2 separate regions of the Sus scrofa genome follow, and region 1 is linked to region 2. Evidence: chromatin contacts called from public Hi-C data. All regions are on one chromosome and are shown on one strand. The core of a region is the stretch at or near the end of the contact, and the rest is flanking DNA. Distances in the headings are between cores, read along the strand shown.

Region 1 (2,813 bases), core at 51-2,550, 180 kb before region 2:
TGGGAACCTCCATATGCCACGGGTGCAGCACTAAAAGGACAAGACAAAACAAAGGAAAAAAAAGAAACACAGGAAATAATCCATGCAAAGTATTCATTATAGTGGGTGCAGGCACTTAAATGATAGTGCAGGCTGTAGAAACAGTTAACTTCCATAAAAATTTTCAAAATGAACAATATGCAGGCACATGCACAGTTTTTACCTGAAAGATCATGTCTAGTAATAAAGCTCTCAGGGTTTGATGGAAACGCTCTTTCTCCAGTAGTGATTCGGCGGGCCACACAGATCATGCAGGATTGCAAATCTGCAATAGAAAATTGAACCAGGTAAGGATTCTATTTAACCTTTGGCTACATCTGTTCAATAGGCAAGTACGGACATCGAATTCAGTAAGAAGAATTACAACCACGGAAATCACAAAGCTCCAAGCATGTGATCGAGCTCACCTTCCCCCTCCTCCATCATAGCTCGAGGCTGGGACAGGGCAAAGCACTGCATCGTTTCATATCTCTGGCGCATTTCAGGACTAGTGTTCATGTCTTCCAGGATATCATGTGGTATCTTCATCAACATACGGCAATTAAATGTATGGCTTTTTTGTCTCTGGGTCTCATTTGTCCAGGTAACTCCATTAACTTTGGAAAACAAGTTGAAAGGAGTTTTTTAAGCTGGCAATTTCAGTCTGTGACTATCATCAAGAATTGAAGCTACACCTATTTTCTCATTATACATCTATCACAGTAATTTCTACACTAATATTTTCAAAGTGGCAATATAAAAAACACTGGAATAATTTCAACTTCAACAGGTGTCTCACTTATATTCTATACCTCACTTCATACCCTGGACCCATGAAATGTACACCAAATTCTAAATTCATCTGAAAATGTTGCTAGCTGCCACTTATCTTCTTCTACATAAATCTGATCACTTGGTTTTCTAAAACGTAAAAGATCAATTTTCTAAGAAATGGTCAAAAAAAATTTTTTTTTAAACTTATCTAGGAAACACACATTAAAAGCCTACCTGTAGATTTCGGTAAGTTTTTAAGGAAATCCTTTCTGTCTTCTTCATGCAAGATACTGTAGACACTTGTGTTAACCAGGTCTTCTTGCTTGTATTGCAGGTACTGAGTGACGTTTTCTGACACAAATACAATGTTTCCTTCTCGATTCACCACAAACAGGAAACCATCCAACGCCTGAAGCGGATATGTTGATGTTGGCAGGCTATTAGGAGCTGAACTCTATCCCCTCCCCCCACCAAAATGCATCTGTTGAAGCCCTAACCCCCAGTGTGACTACGTTTGGAGACAGGGCCTTTCAGGAGATAATTAAGGTTACTTGAGGTCATAAGGGTAGGGCTCTAATCCAATAGGACTGGTGTTCTTATAAGAAGAGAGAGAGAGACACCAGAGATGCACACGCACAGAGAAAAGGCCACGTGAAGACACAAGAAGGCTGCCATCTACAAGCCAAGGAGAGAGGCCTCAGGAGAAACCAAGCCTGTCAACACCTTGATCTTGGACTTCCAGCCTCCAGAACTGTAAGAAATAAATTTCTGCTGTTTAAGCCACCCAGTCTGTGGTATTTTGTTATGGTAGCCTTAGCAGACTAAGACACCAGCCTTGGTACTAAATATAATTTGAAAAATCTACTACTGATTCAACCACTATTAGCCACCATTCCTATTAACATTAGCAACATTAATACAGGGTTATATGAAAAATAAAGACAATTTCAAGAAAGACAAATACAGGCAGCAAGAGATTTGAATTAATGTCTAATATAATTTTTGAAGGATTACTTCTTCAAAGGAGCTTTTAATAATAAGAAAATCATCCTTACTGCTCTCCATTTTCCCACTTGATACCAAGTCAAGCTACAGGAATTACCCCTGTCTTTAATGGGAATTTACAAAGAGGAACAATGCACTTTACTAAAAAGTAGCTGGAACAAACTAACTGAAATAAGAACAGTTTTGTTTTTGATGAGTTAAAGTTTTATTAAAGGGCTTTCAGCCCTGACTTAAAGTAAGAGAAACATTCTGTAAGTGCTACAGGTTAATTACATCTATTTAAAACAACTACTTAACAAAAAATACATTTGGGTTTTTGTTTTGTTTTGCTGCTTTTGAGGGCCACACCCAGGGCATATGGAAGTTCCCGAGCTTGGGTCTAATCAGAGCTGTAGCTGCCAGCCTACATCACAGCCACACCACCACCAGATCCGAGCAGCATCTGTGACCTACACCACAGCTCACGGCAACACCAGATCCCCAACCCTTTGAGCAAGGCCAGGGATCGAACCCACATCCTCATGGATGCTAACTGAGTTCATTACCGCTGAGCCACAACGGGAATTCCAAAAAATATATTTTAGGTCTTAAAAATGCTTCCAGAATATAAAATTGTAGTGTGTATAAGATCAATCCACACACAACAATACACCAAAGAGTCTGAGGTAAAATACACCCAAAATATTTGGGTGGGGGGAGAATGCCACAGGACCTCCTGAGTTACACATATTGTAAATATAAGAGTATTTTACCATCATATTCAGAATACTAAGTTCTATCTCGTGAAAAGAAACATTTTCTTTTGTTCTCATATCCTAACCATACACACACAAAAAAAATTTTTAAGTAACACAGCTGACTCGACAGCTAAAACCATACACTTGCCTGAAGTAAAAGTGGTCCTAAGGAGTCTTTATCAATCACCCCTTGTCCTGTGGAAGATACATCAGCTTTCTGAACATCATCATCATTGGAAATAGCTTTCCCTGAAAAGACATAAGGCAGTACTACAAATA
Region 2 (3,057 bases), core at 422-2,921:
CTCAAACAGGATCAGACAAGACTAGCGGACATATATCAAGAATGCATTTGGTTGCAAGTAACGGGTAGCCAAATACACTGGCTTCAACAAAAGAGGGTTATTTTTCTCCCAAGACAAGAGAGGAGGAGACAGCAGTCCAAGGCAGGTGTGGTGACTCAAAGAGGGTCTCAGTGTCACATCTCGGGCTCCTGCTTTCCTGCTGCACCAGCTGTAGCGTGTTGGCTGTCACAGTCTGGCTGTAGGGCGGCCATGCTCCTCTCATCATCACATCCACAGATGACGGGGAAGGAAAAAGGCCTTGATCGTTGCATTTGTCCCTGTTTATGTTGGGCGAGGGGAGCAGCAATCTTCCCCAGGACCCCTCAGGAGGCTTCCTTTCATACAGACACCCCTAACTTCAAGGAGAGAAGGGGCTGGAAAACCTCATTCTCAGCCTTCTGGCTGAGGGACAAGAGGTTTTTGTTGTATTTTTTGTTTGTTTTTTGGGTTTGTTTTTTTTTTGCTTTTTAGGGCCACACGCACAGCACATGGAGGTTCCCAGGCTAGGGATCAAATCAGAGCTACAGCTGCCAGCCTACACTACAGCCACAGCAATGCAGGATCTGAGCCACAGGTGTGACCTACACCACCGTTCAGGGCAATGCCAGATCCTTAATCCACTGAGTGATCCTTAGCCCAGGGATCGAACCTGCAACCTCATGGTTTCTAGTTGGATTCGTTTCCACTGTGCCACAAGAGGAATTCCAAGAGGTTTTTGTTTTTTGTTTCTTTTTCTTTTTGGCTGTGCCCATGGCATACAAAAGTTGCCAGGCCAGGGACCAAACCTGTGCCACAGCAGTGACAACACGGGATCCTTAACCCACTGTGCTACCAGGGAACTCTGAGGGAGAAGAGTCATGAGCATGGGTGTTGAGAGAGAGCCCACCTAGAGTGGCTGCTACAGGAGCTATGGGAGAGATGACACAAAACGACCTGAATGGCTAATTTCAACGCCCAAAGAGTGACTGCAGCTTTTGTAATTAATGGGCAACTTGCTCTTATTCAAATTCTAAGCCTCAAAGAAAACGGATTCTAAAACTGAAATGCCCAACAGCTTTCTATTTTATGAGTCAAGATTAACATTTGAACTCCGCGGTTCTCAAACACCCCATCAGCATCACCTGGAGGCCTTGTCAAAACGCAGGCTGCTAGGCCCCCCCAGCAGACCGAGGGCGGGGGCGGCACCTGAGAATTTGCATTTCTCGTTTCCAGGTGCTGCTGCTGATCTTACACCCCCATTTTGAAAGCCACGATTTCTGCCAATGCCTTATTTTAGCAGATATGTGTGCCATTTTCAGTCTTTTGTCCCTTGTACCAAAGCTACAAAGAATCACCCTGTCATCATGATGGGAGGTGGGGGGAGGGCACTGCTGGAGAGAAGCGTCTGCGTAAAGAGCTGACCCTGGACGGCTGTTTCTGCCGGCCAACAGTCACTTTCCTTCTCTGGGTTATCAGCACCTCGGTTTCCACCTGGGGAACTCCCTGGCTGCTGCGCAGGAGTTTCAGGTGGAGCAGACTCCTCCTCCCGTGTTGGAGGGAGGGTGGGAGGTGCAGACCTAGGGTTGGCTGATCAATGTATCCTGATACATAGTCATCAGTGTATTGTCACAGTAATTGGTTCAGGGTCAGTCACTTGACTCCAACTGATCCCGGAAGTGTTATCCACAGGCTCTTTTTTAGAGAGCCTAGGAGGAAGTGAGAGTATGACTCTTTCCACTAGGGTAGCTACTTCGGATGCAAGCTGAGTCTTCACGCCCCTTTGGGAGAGACTGAGAATAGACCCAAACTACAGAGACTAGAGGCAAAGCCATGGGAATGACCTGTCCGCTCCCACTTCCAACCTCCTCTGGGGCTTTTCCGTCACATGAGTCAATATACAACTTTGGGCCTAAGCCAGTTTGAGTTAGGTTTCTGCCTCTTGTAACTGAAAGAATGACAACTAGCCCAGGACAAATCTGGAAAGGGTTTGGTGCAACTTGGAGGAAGTGAAAGACTAAAACCAAGGGGAGGGCAGCACCAGAGAGTAGCTAAGAACTGGGTCACCTCGGGGGCCTCGCAGGCTACAATAAGCGTTTTGCATTTTTTTCTTGGCCACCCCCGAGGCATGGGAAATTCCCCAGCCAGGGATCGAACCCGCACCGCAGCAGTGACCACTGCCAGATCCTTAACCCGCTGAGCCACCAGGGAGCTCCAAGCATTTTGCTTTTTTTTTTTTTTTTTTTTTGTCTTTTTGCCATTTCTAGAGCCGCTCCCGCGGCATATGGAGGTTCCCAGGCTAGGGGTCCAATCGGAGCTGTAGCCTCTGGCCTACGCCAGAGCCACAGCAACGAGGGATCCGAGCCGCGTCTGCAACCTACACCACAGCTCACAGCAACGCCGGATCGTCAACCCACTGAGCAAGGGCAGGGACCGAACCCGCAACTTCATGGTTCCTAGTCGGATTCGTTGACAACTGCGCCACGACGGGAACTCCGCATTTTGTATTTTTAATTCACTGAACTGGGAAGCCACCAGGTGATCTGAAGCACGAGAGTCATATAAACATGGCTTCTTCAGGGACAGAGAGCATTGAAAGCCATTGTTAGTATTTTCTCAGAGCCAACAAATACTCTAGGTTTCACCATGATGAACTGGAGTTCTACTTTTTTTTTTTTTTTTTTTGTCTTTTTTGTCTTTTGTTGTTGTTGTTGTTGCTATCTCTTGGGCCGCTTCCTCGGCATATGGAGGTTCCCAGGCCAGGGGTTGAATCGGAGCTGTAGCCACTGGCCTACACCAGAGCCACAGCAACGCGGGATCCGAGCCGCGTCTGCAACCTACACCACAGCTCACGGCAACGCCGGATCCTTAACCCACTGAGCAAGGGCAGGGACCGAACCCGCAACCTCATGGTTCCTAGTCGGATTCGTTAACCACTGCGCCACGACGGGAACTCCTGAAGTTCTACTTTTAAGGGCACTGGCTGCTGGGATTTTTGTGTCCAAACACCTGCAGTGATCTCTTTGGACAGGAGCCATTGGA

Evidence for each region. Hi-C and Micro-C count contacts between places; a contact is called where the count stands out from the background.
Region 1: a contact with region 2 is called in a Hi-C map of spleen, with 2.1 times the contacts expected there. The contact joins two enhancer-like sites. A contact is called at or near these places in 5 of 47 Hi-C or Micro-C datasets (blood, embryonic fibroblasts, skeletal muscle and 1 more) and 2 of 2 datasets of contacts at active chromatin or transcription factors (alveolar macrophages and skeletal muscle).

The regions. Positions count from the first base shown.
Region 1 is chr17:49,637,723-49,640,535 of Sscrofa11.1, reverse strand. NCOA3 (nuclear receptor coactivator 3) reads right to left here. Exons shown (of 25, transcript NM_001114276.1): 5 at 2,683-2,729; 6 at 1,027-1,201; 7 at 447-635; 8 at 203-304. Among named protein-coding and RNA genes, the nearest start is that of NCOA3, 110 kb to the right of the region's middle. Within about 2 kb of position 1,300, at least 5 of the 83 cell types and tissues checked have an H3K27ac peak or open chromatin away from gene starts, as enhancers often do. A contact at or near this core is called in spleen, where this site is marked.
Region 2 is chr17:49,457,780-49,460,836 of Sscrofa11.1, reverse strand. No RefSeq gene overlaps it. Among named protein-coding and RNA genes, the nearest start is that of ZMYND8, 69 kb to the right of the region's middle. Within about 2 kb of position 1,671, at least 27 of the 83 cell types and tissues checked have an H3K27ac peak or open chromatin away from gene starts, as enhancers often do. A contact at or near this core is called in spleen, where this site is marked.